5 separate regions of the Mus musculus genome follow, and all the other regions are linked to region 3. Evidence: chromatin contacts called from public Hi-C, HiChIP or PLAC-seq and promoter capture Hi-C data. All regions are on one chromosome and are shown on one strand. The core of a region is the stretch at or near the end of the contact, and the rest is flanking DNA. Distances in the headings are between cores, read along the strand shown.

The links. Promoter capture Hi-C pulls out the DNA fragments that hold promoters and counts their contacts. HiChIP or PLAC-seq counts read pairs in DNA pulled down with a chosen protein or histone mark. A called contact is a pair of places that touch in the nucleus more often than the background predicts.
Region 1: a contact with region 3 is called in a CTCF HiChIP or PLAC-seq map of CD8 T cells, with 7 read pairs. The contact joins the enhancer-like site here to the promoter of Cpm in region 3. A contact is called at or near these places in 11 of 39 promoter capture datasets (the C10 cell line, cranial neural crest, embryonic stem cells and 5 more), 1 of 15 datasets of contacts at CTCF or cohesin (CD8 T cells), 3 of 484 Hi-C or Micro-C datasets (B cells, CD4 T cells and CD8 T cells), 14 of 115 datasets of contacts at active chromatin or transcription factors (CD8 T cells, T-cell acute lymphoblastic leukemia, bone marrow-derived macrophages and 9 more) and 1 of 9 other capture datasets (liver).
Region 2: a contact with region 3 is called in a Hi-C map of CD8 T cells, with 2.8 times the contacts expected there. The contact joins the enhancer-like site here to the promoter of Cpm in region 3. A contact is called at or near these places in 1 of 39 promoter capture datasets (pre-B cells), 2 of 484 Hi-C or Micro-C datasets (B cells and CD8 T cells), 1 of 115 datasets of contacts at active chromatin or transcription factors (stem cell-derived neural progenitor cells) and 2 of 9 other capture datasets (adipose tissue and liver).
Region 4: a promoter capture Hi-C map of liver shows a contact between it and region 3, with 3 times the contacts expected there. The contact joins the enhancer-like site here to the promoter of Cpm in region 3. A contact is called at or near these places in 9 of 39 promoter capture datasets (the C10 cell line, cranial neural crest, embryonic stem cells and 4 more), 1 of 15 datasets of contacts at CTCF or cohesin (large pre-B cells), 13 of 115 datasets of contacts at active chromatin or transcription factors (the 230-238 cell line, CD8 T cells, Th17 cells and 8 more) and 4 of 9 other capture datasets (adipose tissue, embryonic stem cells, liver and 1 more).
Region 5: an H3K4me3 HiChIP or PLAC-seq map of forebrain shows a contact between it and region 3, with 4 times the contacts expected there. The contact joins the enhancer-like site here to the promoter of Cpm in region 3. A contact is called at or near these places in 12 of 39 promoter capture datasets (the C10 cell line, the HPC-7 cell line, HPC-7-derived erythroid cells and 6 more), 1 of 15 datasets of contacts at CTCF or cohesin (large pre-B cells), 3 of 484 Hi-C or Micro-C datasets (bone marrow-derived macrophages, centroblasts and nephron progenitors), 12 of 115 datasets of contacts at active chromatin or transcription factors (craniofacial prominence, embryonic basal ganglia, embryonic limb bud and 7 more) and 3 of 9 other capture datasets (embryonic stem cells, liver and pancreatic islet).

Annotation. Positions count from the first base shown.
Region 1 is chr10:117,434,125-117,436,824 of GRCm38.p6, reverse strand. No RefSeq gene overlaps it. Among named protein-coding and RNA genes, the nearest start is that of Gm32141, 12 kb to the left of the region's middle. Within about 2 kb of position 1,259, at least 152 of the 459 cell types and tissues checked have an H3K27ac peak or open chromatin away from gene starts, as enhancers often do. A contact at or near this core is called in B cells, CD8 T cells, T-cell acute lymphoblastic leukemia and 6 more, where this site is marked.
Region 2 is chr10:117,396,936-117,399,635 of GRCm38.p6, reverse strand. No RefSeq gene overlaps it. Among named protein-coding and RNA genes, the nearest start is that of Gm40770, 16 kb to the left of the region's middle. Within about 2 kb of position 1,320, at least 33 of the 459 cell types and tissues checked have an H3K27ac peak or open chromatin away from gene starts, as enhancers often do. A contact at or near this core is called in B cells and CD8 T cells, where this site is marked.
Region 3 is chr10:117,628,205-117,630,904 of GRCm38.p6, reverse strand. Cpm (carboxypeptidase M) reads right to left here and starts at 1,405. Exons shown (of 9, transcript NM_027468.1): 1 at 1,378-1,405; 2 at 1,022-1,184. The coding sequence starts at 1,181.
Region 4 is chr10:117,493,239-117,495,938 of GRCm38.p6, reverse strand. No RefSeq gene overlaps it. Among named protein-coding and RNA genes, the nearest start is that of Gm51783, 38 kb to the right of the region's middle. Within about 2 kb of position 1,433, at least 49 of the 459 cell types and tissues checked have an H3K27ac peak or open chromatin away from gene starts, as enhancers often do. A contact at or near this core is called in Th17 cells and liver, where this site is marked.
Region 5 is chr10:117,477,071-117,479,770 of GRCm38.p6, reverse strand. No RefSeq gene overlaps it. Among named protein-coding and RNA genes, the nearest start is that of Gm51783, 22 kb to the right of the region's middle. Within about 2 kb of position 1,425, at least 35 of the 459 cell types and tissues checked have an H3K27ac peak or open chromatin away from gene starts, as enhancers often do. A contact at or near this core is called in forebrain, where this site is marked.

The sequences.
Region 1 (2,700 bases), core at 10-2,509, 190 kb after region 3:
CAATTGCCGTGGAATGCATACATTTACACACACACACACACACACACACACACACACACACACACACACACACACACACACAGAGAGATATGCTTAGAAACCTGTGGATAGAAGTAACAACCCTACTGTAAAACTTGAATGCATTAATGCTCTCAGTGTAATTGTCCCCTATCCCTCCACGATGTTCCCCGGAAGTGCTCTGTCTACTCAACAATGGACCAAAGTGCTGACTGAGTGCATCACATCCCAGACACTTGCTGTTGACACAGGAGAGTCCTGTGCTCCAGGTCCTCTCTGAAGGGTGTGCCCTTTAACGGAGAGAGGACCTCATTCTTGGTGCAGCCACCATGCCATGGAAAACAGATGCCCATAGCCGGGGAAACCTGGCTGGCTTGAGGACCGCCCTGGCTTTGTTCTGGAATGGGTGGAGGTTTGCTTCAGCAAGAGTTTGGGTTCTTCTACTTGAGATGCTGGCGATACGGAAGAATCCAGAGAGGACAGAGGGAGTTTGGGAGAACAAGGCTTGCCCTTCTGGGACAGATGGCCAAAGGCCAGCCACAGCAAGGAGATTTGATCCAGTGTTAGACCTGCCGCTCAAAGGCTAAACAGAGCGTGGGACCCCTAACGGCAGAACCTGGACTAAATGGTAGGTAACCAGGCATCTTGTGAAAACGCAGAGTGGGTGAGCCAGGTAGTTCAATTTTAAACTGAAGCAAGGAGCTCAAGAACTAGACGTGTCCTCAGAGAGAAGCGAGTGTTTAGCAGTTCCTGGAGTATCTAAAGGAGGCCGATGCAGAGCAGAACAACGTGGATTATTCAAGAGATCTAGAAAAGGAAGGTGTCAGCATAGTGCCGCGTGTGTGCGTGCAGCAGCATCACCAGAGAGCTGGGCCGGCGCCACATTCTGGGCTCTTGTAACTGTATTAGCCTTGTGCACTATGCACAGAGCAGACGGAAAACTGCCCCGAGGACTTGAAATTAATCTGTGTGGAATAAACATATTACACTGGATGCTCACAGGTACACGGTCAGTTCAGATAGGTAAGGCAGGCAGTACAGAGGCCAGCAAGATCAGAACTGGGGGAGGGCATCAACAAATCCAGAAAATATGAATCCAGTGTGGGGACGCGGACCTGCCCTTCCCCTTTGCTTGTATGTCACAAAAACTGCACGTTTCCTGATCACAGAGACACCCTCTTCCGACCTCAGCTTGCGGTGAGGACGTGGACTACCACACGGTGGCGCTGCCGTCTAATCGTTTGTCTCTTAGGTCATCCCGTTTGTCGTGATGGCCACCACGTGTGCGTTGACCGCCTCTTCTTCTTGTTAGCTTACAGGCTAAACGAGATCTGGGAGCCACCATGAAAGGGAGAATTCTCCCTGATGGAGTCGCAAGATTCCGGCCCTCGTCGCAGTGACATTTTTCTCTCATTGGTATGCGTGCTCTTCAGTCCCTCGGGACATTTCAATGATAGAGGTCAGCACAATCAACAAAGTCATATACTGTCACTGCTGAGGTCAGATTCCGGGCCACGGGAAGGCCTTCGGGTCATTTTTATTTACTCTGTCTCTTTGTTAGCGCAGAATTCTGAAGCTCTTACTGAGCTGACCCTGGTTGAGAGCATCGTGGCTTGACTTCCTCTTCTGCCCAGTCTTGCAGCTGATCCTGAGGGTACTCTTTAATAAGCACACTGAAAACAAGTCTGAAGCACCGCCATTATTTGAGAGAATGAAGTCAACACTCAAAGAGAAGCGGAAACCAGAGAGAGAGAGGCTGGGCACAGTCAACCGGAGAGCCAACTCTAATGCAGGCTTCCTGTGGTTTGACTTGTAACAACCAGATGGTTCACGTTTGAAAATATTCTGTCTCCAGGCTGGTTTGAGCCGGCTCTTTAAACAGATAAGAGGCGTCTGAACACACTGTATGGGCTATTCTTAAATATTAGTTTAAAGGATCCCTCGATTTAGACAGCTTGTTGAAATTCTTGTCTGATAGCACATACAAGCTACTTGAACATTCTGCATTTTGATTTCTTTTATTTTCTTTAAACTTTTTTATTATTAATTAACTTACTCATCTGTGTTGAGCCAGGGTCTCAAGTACCCCAGGCTGGCCTTGGACTTTCTATATAGCTGAGGATGGCCTGGATCTTCGGATCCTCCTGCGTGCTGGGATTACCGGCACGTGCGACCATACCTGCTTTCTGGAGAATAGGGAATTGAGCTGTGGACTTTGCACAAATTTAGCAAGCACTCTGCCAGCTCCCCCAACCCCAACCCCAACCCCTCACCCCAGCCTTGCTTGGTTTCTTCAGTGCTGAATTAACACTAGCAAGGACCTACTTCATGGCACTATTGGACGAATTAGATGAAGAAATACACGCAGGTTGCCTGGAACAGGGCTGGACACATTAGGAACCTCTTCAAGTTATTGGCTCCAGGTTCAGGTCACCCGTTACCTGGGACTTTCTAAGAAATACCTTTGCTGCTCTGAGGATTGGTAAAATCATGGCAAAAGATGACCAAGAACTCGTCTGGAGTTCCAGGAGGCGAATGCCTAAGGGAGCGAACTCAGTAGCAAGACCGAGGGACTCTGGCACAGGGGGGAGCCTAGGTCTCCTCAAGCTGTCCTTGGGCGGTGCTGCCAGCACCATATGCAAACAAGGTTCTGTCTTCACCAAAGCTGACTCTCCCCACCCT
Region 2 (2,700 bases), core at 71-2,570, 230 kb after region 3:
GGGGAAGAAGGAAGAAGAAGAAGAGGAGGAGGAGGAGAAGGAGGGAAGGGGAAGGAGAAGGAGGAGGAAGGAAGAAGGAGGAGGAGAAGGAGGAGGGGGAGGAGGAGGAGGAGGAGGAGGAGGAGGAGAGGCTTAGAGGCCGGTCATGAGCACATTGGAGAGAGGAGGGAGGGGAATGGGGAGAGAAGGGACAGAAAGGGAAGAGGGTAAAAAGGCAAGAGAAGAGAGAGGGGGGAGGGGGTAAGCAGCCCCTTTTATAGTGATCCCAATACACCTGGGTGTTGCCAGGTAACTATGGGGCAGAGCCTAGACAAAATGCCAACCTGGAGTATCACTATGCTGCCCAGGCTGGTTCAGACTTACAGGGCTCAAGTGATCCTCTGACCTCAGCGAGGAGTCCAAGTGTAACTGCAGGCATAAACCACAGTACCTGCTTTTTTGAAGAAAGGGACAGTGAGTGCTAACTGACAGTTCCTGGCTCAGTTTGTGATTCTCTTCGCCCGAATATCCATTTCTTCCCATATCTTTTTCCTTTTTGTGGGCAACAATAATCAAATCTCATCCAGTTTCTGAATCCAGACCATAGCTTTTGGTTGTTAAAACAGGGTCTTATACTGCCTCTGCTAGCTTTATGCTCACTTTATGCCCAGGTAGGCCTTTAATTCACCATGCTGCTGTGGCAGTGTCCCTAGAGCTGGGATTGGAGGCATATGCCACAATATCTGCAGGTTTCCGTCTTCCCACCCAGTTATGTGTCACTTGACACAAGCTAGAGAGGAGGGAGCCTCGACTGAGAAAGTGTCTTTGCAAGATCAGGCTATAGGCATGAGGCATTTTCTTAATTAGTGATTCCTGGGGAAGACTCACCCCATTGTGGGTGTTTCTATCCCTGGGCTGGTGGTCCTTGATTCTCTAAGAGAACAGGCTGAGCAAGCCACAGGGTGTGAGGCAGAAAGCAGCACCCCTCCGTGGCCTCTGCATCAGCTCCTGCCTCCAGTTTCCTGCCCTGTTTTCCTTCGGTGATGTACAGAGAGACATAGAAACTTAAACCAAGTAAGTCCTTTATTCCCCATGCTTCTTTGGCCATGGTGTTTTATCACAGCAGTAGCGACACTAAGACAGCATCTTAAATATACCCTATACGTTCACGGAGCCTTTTGTCCCCTGAGCGGCAGTGTTCAGTGGGACCTGTGGGCAGGGAGCACACCCTAAGGACTGAAACATCATCAATGATTGGTCCAATGATGGGTTCATGGATTAGCGAAGCCCGATCTCATGGGGGAGGAGAGGCAGGAAGTGTAGGAGGCGAGGCCCACTTAGAGAATACTATGGTTTCCTGTTTCCGCATCAACCCGCCCTTCCTTCTCTGCTGCCCTGCTACCACGAGCTACATGGTTTTGCTCCACGATGCTCCTGGTTGTGCAGCTCTGCCTCCTCACAGGCCAAAAAGCAGCCGAACCAGCGTGCCATGGACTGAAAGTTCTGGAAACACGAGCCAAATATGCCCTTTCTCCTTTACATGGGTTTACTCTTAGGGGTTGTGTCGCAGCCACGAGAAGTAAGCACATTATGTCTGTTTTCCTTATAAGGTCCACATGATTCCTCAGCCTCCAGCCAATTTCCCTAAGTTAAAAAGGAGAAATAGGAAGAAAAAAAAATTTTTTAAGGTAAGTTTCAGTGTGTGACCTAGGCTTATCTCAAACTTCTGGGCCCAAACAATCCACCATTCAGTCCTTCCACCTCAGCCTATTGGGTAGCTAGAACTAGAAGCAGGCGCCAGAGAAGCCTTCCGTGAGTGGTGAAGTTCTGGGCTGGAGAGATGGCTCAGCGGTTAAGAGCCCTGACTGCTCTTCCAGAGGTCCTGAGTTCAAATCCCAGCAACCACGTGGTGGCTTACAACCATCTGTAATGGGATCTGATGCTCTCTTCTGGTGTGTCCGAAGACAGCTACAGTGTACACACATATATTAAATAAATTAATAATAATAGTAATAATAATAATACTAATAATAGTGGTGAAGTCCTGAACCAACGTCACAGCCATGTCTAGAACCAACTACTCAGGCCCACCAGACCCACAGGCATGGCAAAGCCCTGCCCTCACACCCAGGGTAAGGTTGAGAGGGATGTCAAACCCTTCCTTTGGTCCAAGTTCAAATGGTAACAATGTATCCAACAATTGTTAACAAACCATGGATCATGTGTTTGAAAAAACTAGCTTCCTTCTTTCAGCGGTTTTCAGCCTGAGACTTGTTCCCATGCAGAAGCAAGCTAACTTTTCCGGTCTGTGCTGGCCACCATAAAAGCATCGAGGTTCCAGGTTGTTGCGTAGTAGGGTGTCACTCCATCAGAGTGTGCACACCCACGTGGTCCCGCATGTGTCTGGGTGTCTTTTCTTTCTTTATCCCCCCCCCCGCCCCCCCCCCCACACCCAGTCAGATTTCCCAGCGCAAGTTGTGTGGGAAGTGCGACACCATAGAGCTTAGCTTCTGCTGCTGCTGCTGCTGCTGCTGCTGCTGCTGCTGCTGCTGCTGCTGCTGCTGCTGCTGCTGCTGCAGCTAGTACTGCTTACTGTTTAGAAGAAGACTACGAAGTGCAGAGCAGCCTCTGATTTGTTACAGTCCTCAAATCCCACGGTGTAATTGCTGCAACGACAACGAAGTCTGCTCTGGTAGTGGAGTACATTTCTGTTATCCCACC
Region 3 (2,700 bases), core at 156-2,655:
CTAAACTGCAGGTCAGAACTTTTGAACACAACTTCCACAGCTGAGCCAAACTGCATGAACTTCAGGGCTCTTTCATTCCAGGCATTAAGTTTTCTGGTAACCACTTTTGTGAGAATCAGCGTAGTAACAAAAGATTAGGAGATGATGCTAGCTGCTAAATTTATTTGCCCCACCCAAAATGATCAGGTGCAGGTCCTGGCTAAAACTTCACCCTCTATGGCTAGCAGGTTAGGTTAACGATACAATGCGGAACACAAATGAGGTCTTGAGTTTTATCTCCAGGAGCTAGCTAGCTAGATGGATGGATGGATAGAATCGCCATCTAGGTAACTCGACCAAAATTCTTAACTTCTTGGATCCCCATCTACTCTCTCCACTAAGAATATATAGTTTCAAAAGTAAAGCAGACTAAGTGATACATTTGCAAATGCTAAGGAGATCATTCGTTGTGACTTACTACCAAGCAGGTGTATCCTTCAAAAACAGCCTTTAGACATAGACCTACATTTTCTCATAACTTTAAGCTATCGGGTTAATCACATATGTGTAGAACTCGACAAAAGTATGGCACTGTCTAGTTTTAAAATGACCTGAGGAATCCGTAGTTAACAGTCACAATCAGTATGCAAGGAAGCCAACAAAAAGGGAAACTGAGGAAGATGTTTACCCTGAAAAGGAACGAAGATACACCTCTCAGATAATTACTTCCCGATCCCCAACGGCAATAAAACAGAGGACTAAGCGACAATGACTCTCTGTAGAGAAACGACAATATATATATACAGTTCCTCTTACCGCTCTCCTGATGTAACAAAATTGAAAAAACAAAACAAAAATAAAAACAAAAAATCAACCAACAAACAACAACAAACAAAAGCAGGAAACCCCTGACTGGGCAAGGTGTGCTTTACCTGCGTGGAGCGCGTTTGGAGAGCCTCACCAACAGGGGACCAGACGCTGTCGTTCAACTTACTTTTGAACGCGGGTTGAGGGTTAGGGATGTGCGCAGGAAGCCACCTACCTCTCACAGATTTCCCGATGCTGTGCAAGTGCGTGATCGAACTGTAGTTCTGAGCCACGCTCTTTAGGAACGCCTCCATCCCTTCCTGGTGGTGATATCGGAAATCCAGGGCGGCCACCACGGGCAGCAGAAGCCCCAGCCACAGGCGCGCGCGGTCCATGTCCTAGAGATGGAGGAGAAGTGAGCAGCTGGGTCCGCCACGGAGAAGCGCGGGCATCGCCAGCCCCGAGTCCTCTCCGCCCTCGGGGGCACCTGAGCTCTACGCTCCCTCCTCCGAGGAGCCAGGTGAAGGTGTTCCCACCGGAGCCCCGCAGCCCGCCCGAGTCCCCGCAGCAGCACCCTTCCGCAAACCTCACCAGTACCAGGCGCGCGTCTCCGCCCGCCGGCGAGCGCTGGGCGCTCGGGGGAGTTATAGTCCGGACAGAGGGGCGGGCCCCGGGCGACACGCCCACCAACACGCCCGCTCCGCGCCGCTCCCGCCCCGTGGGGCGGGATCTCCGCCCTAGCTCCCAGGACAACGTGCCCTGCAGGGTATTGAGGACAGCGAGCGAGCCTGGTGGGCGGTGGGGCATGACCTGTCGGAGCCCGTGTTGGACGTGGGGCCTGCCCTCCGCCACCGCGGTCCCGGGAACGCTGCGCAGATGGTGCCCACGGTGGGCGGTGGGCGGGCCACCTGGAGTCCAAGCTGGGCCAGGCTTTCAGCCCTGTGCTGCAACTGAGAAAGCCAGGGAGCTTTCAAGAGAGAACATGTGTGTGAGCCTTACGTGTGCCGAGTGTGCGGTACAGGACCATGTCCAACAAAAGTGTCTAGTAGATAGCATTTGACTGAATCAGAGTTGAGTTTGTGACCAACTCGCAGGACAAAAGCAGAGCTGCTGTCGTCGCTGCTCCGTGGTCCTCAGGCCAGTTCCGGTGCTTCTGCCTAAAATTCTGCTTTCTGGGTGGAGGGGGTGACCTGTGTTTGCATTAAAGAGAACACAGATCGTGACTGGTGAGAAGTGGGTTCGTGACAAGGGGCCATCATGTTCTAAAGGGCACCACACGCACAGTCTCTCTGTCCCATGGATTTACATACACTGTTAAAGAAACACCGGCTCCTGCAAGGGTCTGGGGCAAACAAACTCGGAAAACTACCGATTTGTTATAACACATCTTGAACAGATTCTTTTTAAATAGTGACGGCAGGGACCATCCCAAATTGAGGGGATGGAATTTTCTTCCCAGTGTACAGAAGGAGAGGGTTTTTCTTAAAAGGGTCCTTGAGGGTAGGAGAGATCACTGAGAGGATTAAGATTCTTGGGCTGCGAATCTGGCTCCCGGAATTGCAGTCTCAGAAGCCATCTAAAGGTAGAAGGAGAGACCGACTCCACTGAGTTGTTCTCTGACGGCAACAGGCACAACGTGATCCTTGCTGCACCGCGCCCCCCCCCCCGCCCGCCCCTTACATACGACTAATAAAAGAATTAATGTTTTAAAGCAGAGGTTCTCAGCCTGTGGGTGGAGACCCCCTGAGGACATAGGGACTTTCACAGGGATTTCCTGAATAACAGATATTTACTTTGCGTTTCATAAGAGTAACAAAATTACAATGAAGTCACAACGAAATGGTTTTATGGTTAGGCGGGGGGTCAGCACAAAATAGGGAAATGTATTAAAGGGTTGCAGCATTAGGAAGGTTG
Region 4 (2,700 bases), core at 184-2,683, 130 kb after region 3:
TTCCAGGGGTGACCTCCATTCCAAGGCCCCGCCTTCAGGCATACCTTGCAAAATGCTAAATGTTTTACATTAAATTCAGTAAATGATAGGAACGAAATTAAAACTAGGAGAAGACAAAGAGAGAGAGAGAGAAAGAGAGAGAGAGAGAGAGAGAGAGGAAGAAGAAGAAGAAGAAGAAGAAGAAGAAGAAGAAGAAGAAGAAGAAGAAGAAGAAGAAGGAAAGGAAAAGGAAAAGGAAAAGGAAAAGGGAAAGGGAAAAGGAAAAGGAAAAGGAAAAAAAGAGAAAGAAACCATAGGGTCTCAGTTACATTTTTCTTTTCCCTATTGTGGTTCGTTGTTTGTCAACTTAACACAGAAAAGTTATCTGGGAAGAGGAACCTCAATGGAGAAAAAAAAAAAAAAAAAAAGAATGCCTCCATCGAATCTCCTATGAGCCAGTCTTTAGGGCATTTTCTTGATCAGTTTGATAGGAGAGGGCCCAGCCCGCAGGAGGCAGTGCCAACCCTAGGCAGGCAAACCTGGGTTCTATAAGAAAGCAAGCTGAGGCTGGTGAGATGGCTCAGTGGGTAAGAGCACCCGACTGCTCTTCCGAAGGTCTGAAGTTCAAATCCCAGCAACCACATGGTGGCTCACAACCATCTGTAACAAGATCTGACGCCCTCTTCTGGAGTGTCTGAAGACAGCTACAGTGTACTTACATATAATAAATAAATAAATCTTTAAAAAAAAAAAAAAGAAAAGAAAGAAAGCTGAGCAAGTCATGGGAAACAAGCCAGCTAGCAGCATCCCTCCATGGCCTCTGCATCAGCTCCTGCCTCCAGGGTCCAGCAGTGACGGACTTTGATTAAAACATATAAACCAAAGAGATCCTTTCGTCATAGGCAGGTGACTAGAGACACTGTATTTGACCGCGGTGTTTGTCACAGTAATAGAAGGTGGACCAGGACGCCCACTGTGTGCCTTTGCTGCAGTCTTTATCTTCTTTAACTTTCTTTTTCCTCCTTTTTTTCTTGGCTTTGGAAAGCATAGAGTGTCCTCAGAAAAAGAACAGCCATAAAACGGTCTTGCAGCGCGAGTTGATGTTCTCCAAACCCTGGGCTGCTATATTTTTGTTTCCTATGAGAGAGGAGCCCTCTGCAACTATTGACTAAAGAGAAACCGTGCCTTGGTTGAGAGTTTGTCACCTTGTAGAGATAAAGGAATGAACCAGGTCCTCCATGAGCCCAGCCCAGTTGAGAGAGTGAAAGCAAACAAATGGGGGTCACAGCTCTAAATCTTAAGAAACGTGTCTCTTGTACTATTCAACGAGTTTCACAGTCTGGTGGTCTGGCTGTAACCCAGACCTTTGTTTGGAAGATCTCACGGGTCTGTGTACGCAACGTTATCACTATACCACGTGACCGGACCGCCTTCCCCAATGTTACAAAGTGTAAAAAGGCCAGCGGTGAAATCGATCTGAGATTCCAGCCCGAGAAGAGGAGGAAGAGGCAGCTTTGAAAAGCTTATGCTGTGCTCCAACAGAAAGAAAAATCTGGATGAAAGCGCAGACCACAAGCGGCAGCGTGGCCCAGCTTTCTCACATGTATCGTATTTGATTCCCTCGCTTGGTTTTTAATTCCTGCACGTATACACCTCTTTCCGTTGAAAAGATTCTTTCCTGCCTGATGTTAAAGGAAGGTGGGGGAGACCTTGGTGAGTGGGTGTTGCCTCAAGGATGCTTGAGGAAGCCTTGGAAAGTTTTAGTTATGAGAGGCAGGCTTTTAAAGGCTGAAAGTACCACTTATTAAACTCACCCTCTCCATCCCCCCCGCCCCTCCCCCCTGCCCCCTCCCCCCCCCCTCCCCACGCGCACTCGGCCCTGCAACCGGATCCTGTGGTTTCTGCTAGGAAATTCCATCCCATCTTCTGAGAGGCATTATCTTCTTTAAATGAGTAAAGCGAAACAAGAAAAAAAAATCCTTTCTCAGGTACTCCCTTTAATCCTTAACCTACTTAGCCTTGTGTCTTTCAAGTATCAAAGGGAATTAGTGCTGAGGTATGTGAACATGGGTCTGTTGAAAAAGTTACTCTGTATATAAGGAAGGTATTAGCTACAGGCTGAAGTCTTTTTCCTGATGCCAAATGTGTGTGTTAGTTCCCCTAAACAGAATGGAGCCAGAGGCCAGACAGCTTCTTAGTTTAGGGTCCTCAGTGAGATTGTCCCAAAGATACATCCAAATATGCTGCTTAGGACATTACAAAGTGTCAATCAAGCTTTGACATTTCTTAACTTTTGAAATATTTTTCTAAGTAATTTTCAAACTTGGTTGTTTGTTTGTTTGTTTTAATATTACCCTTTCTTTCTGGAAAAGACATGACTGGGTAGCAGCCTGTGTCTAGTATAACCCTTGCCTTCTCTCATCCAGAAAAGTTCAGAGTTAGCATCACATTGCTGGATCAGAAACTAGAGGCCTTCAGTCACTGGTGATAAGACTCTATCCATCACTTATTGGCTCAGCCAACCTTTAGGTCTTTGTTTAAATGTCACTTTTGTAGAAACACAAGATTCTCAACAGGTTTGTGTTATCATATTGTAATAGGTTGACTATGCTTGTCTTTCGCCTCCTACTACCCCCTCCTTCAAATGATCAGACCCCACAGTTTCTCTCCAATGGAGAAAATATTCATCTTCATTAGTCAACACACACTTGTGTAGTCGGT
Region 5 (2,700 bases), core at 176-2,675, 150 kb after region 3:
CACATCTGTGAGTTTGAGGCCAACTTGGTCCATTTAGTAAGTTCTAGGACAGCCAGGACTCCACAGTGAGATTCAAAATCCAAAGCAAAACAAAAAATAGTTAAGGAAGAAGAACTTCTTTTAAAAGAAAGGAAGGAAGGGAGGGAGGGAGGAAGAAGGAAGGAAGGAAGGAAGGAAGGAAGGAAGGAAGGAAGGGAGGGAGGAAGGAGGGAAGGGAGAAAGGAGGGAAGGGAGGAAGGAAGGAGGGAAGGGAGGAAGGAAGGAGAGAAGGGAGGAAGGAGGGAGGGAAGGGAGGAAGGAGGGAAAGGAGGAAGGAGGGAAGGAAGAGAGAGATAGAGGGGTCAGGAGTCAAATGGTCCAGAAACCCAAAGAGAATTCCTGAGATCTCATTGTCCTTAGAGAGTAGTCTCTGTTTTCTACATTTAAAAGCCCTATCTGAGTTCTCCTCTGGGGAAGATCTGATAGAGCGGTTTACACTAAGATTGTATCTGAGTTCGTGGCACTGGGCTGAGAACAAGCAGTTTTCTTCCCTTTTTTGCCCAAGATATGAAAGAAAATGAAGAACAGAGTGTGGTGCTCTGTGTCAGAAGGAGGGAGGGCAAAGGTGTAGGGGCAGGAGACAGAGGTGGAACCCTTGTCTGTGGTAGCAGGAAGTCAGTAGCCAATGTTCCAAGCTGACTAGTCAAGAGATACTGATAAGAGACATGAAAGTAACCATCTAATCCCGGTATGAACTGCCCCCACCCACAACTGCTTAATAACAACAAATGCAATAATAAAAATGCCAAAATAACTCATTCAACTGTGTGTCCCCGTGCTGGGATTAAGGGGGTGCCCCGCCATTCCCAGCTTTTCATGTTTCATCAAGTCTTTTCATAGCCAAGGAAACCCAAGCTCACGCTGGAGGGTCACCGGTTTGAGTCCAGAACTACAGAGTGAGTTCAGGGCCAACCTAAGCAACTTAATGACACCCTGTCTCAAAGTAAAACGTAAAACCCAAAGTGGAATGGAGATTTAACTCTGCGATGAGAAAGCTTGCCTATCTTGTATAAAGGCCTCCTATATTTCACCCCAATTACTGCCAACAAAACAAACAAAAAGCCAAGAGCAACACTTCCACCACAACCAGCAGTACAAATGTAGGCGTGCTGCTGTTGTGAGCATGCGTGGAGCTGGGGCGGGTGGGTGGGAGGGAGGGCTGTATATTATGGATAGGTTCTCCTTGTACATGCTCCATCACTGAGCCCGGCTTCTCTGGTGTTGCTCTGATACTCCACGTCTGCTGGGTGCGTTACCAGGAGAGAGCAGGATGGAGTCCCTTCATCCCTCTGTGTGGAAACAGCGCCGCCGCCGTTTATGCTCCAAGGTCACACAAAAACTCCTGGAAGCCTGAATCCTGAAGTCTGAACTGCGCATTGGCCGGCCTGTCTCTTTGACCACGGCTGTCTGAATCAGTACAGCGTTCCCGGCTCGCCTTGCAGAATCAGGGCTAGGGTGAACAGGGACGCAGCGTGAACAGTCATGCGTGAAAGCAGCTTACAGCTCAAACAGAAAAGGAGCTGAGGAGGAGGCAGAGACGGAGTATCCGGAGTTAATGACCTCTTTCAGAAGGAACCTGATCCCAAATGTGACTTAATCCCAATAATCAGCTTCTTACCTTTGCCATGGGAATATTGTTGGTTTCTCTTCGGGCCATTCGGGGCGTCTGCAGACATTGTCTGAGCATTTACAACATGTCAGCCATTCCCTAGGCCAGCGGTTTCTCAGTCTTCCCTAGTGCTGTGGCCCTTAATACAGTTCTTCATGTTGTGATGGCCTCCAACTGTAAGATTATTGTTGTGGTCACTTCATAATCGTATTGTTACTACTGTTCTAAATTGTAATGTAAGTATCTGGTGTGTAGGCTAACTGATATGTGACCCCTGTGGAAGGGTCGCTCGACTCCCACTAAGGAGTCACAGCCCACAGTTTGAGCACTGCTGCTCCAGGCCTTGGGGTGGAAGAGGAAAAGTAAGAAAGTCTGGAAAATGGATACAGTCACAAGGATAAAGGTCAGGTGTGGACCATTAAAGAAGTAACCAGGACACTGGTTGTGGTAGCACACAGCTTTAGTAGCACACACACTGGGGAGGCAGAGGCAGATGGATTTTAGTGAGTTCAAGGCTAGCTTGGTCTACAGTGCAAGTTCCAAAAGGGCTACACAGAGAAACCCTGTCTTAAAAAAAAAAAATAAAAAATAAAATAACTTGGAACAAGAGACCGGTCAATGAAAGCAACTACATTGGAGATCTGGACAAGTTATGTAATTTGCTGAGCGCAATGAAAACTGAAAGGGACTCTTATTGAGCAGCTACTAAGAATTTTGAGATGGATCTGGAGAGATAGCTTAGTGGTTAAGAGTACTAACTGCTCTTCCAGAGGTCGTGAGTTCAATTCCCAGCAACCACATGGTGACTCATAGCCATCTGTAATGGGATCTGACGCCCTCTTCTGGTGTGTCTGAAGACAGTGACAGCATACTCACATATATACAATAAATAAATAAACCTTTTTAAAAAATTAATAATTTCTTACCAGTTGGGACATCTTCTGGATATATGCTCAGGAGAGGTATTGCTGGATCCTCCGGTAGTACTATGTCCAATTTTCTGAGGAACCGCCAGACTGATTTCCAGAGTGGTTGTACAAGCCTGCAATCCC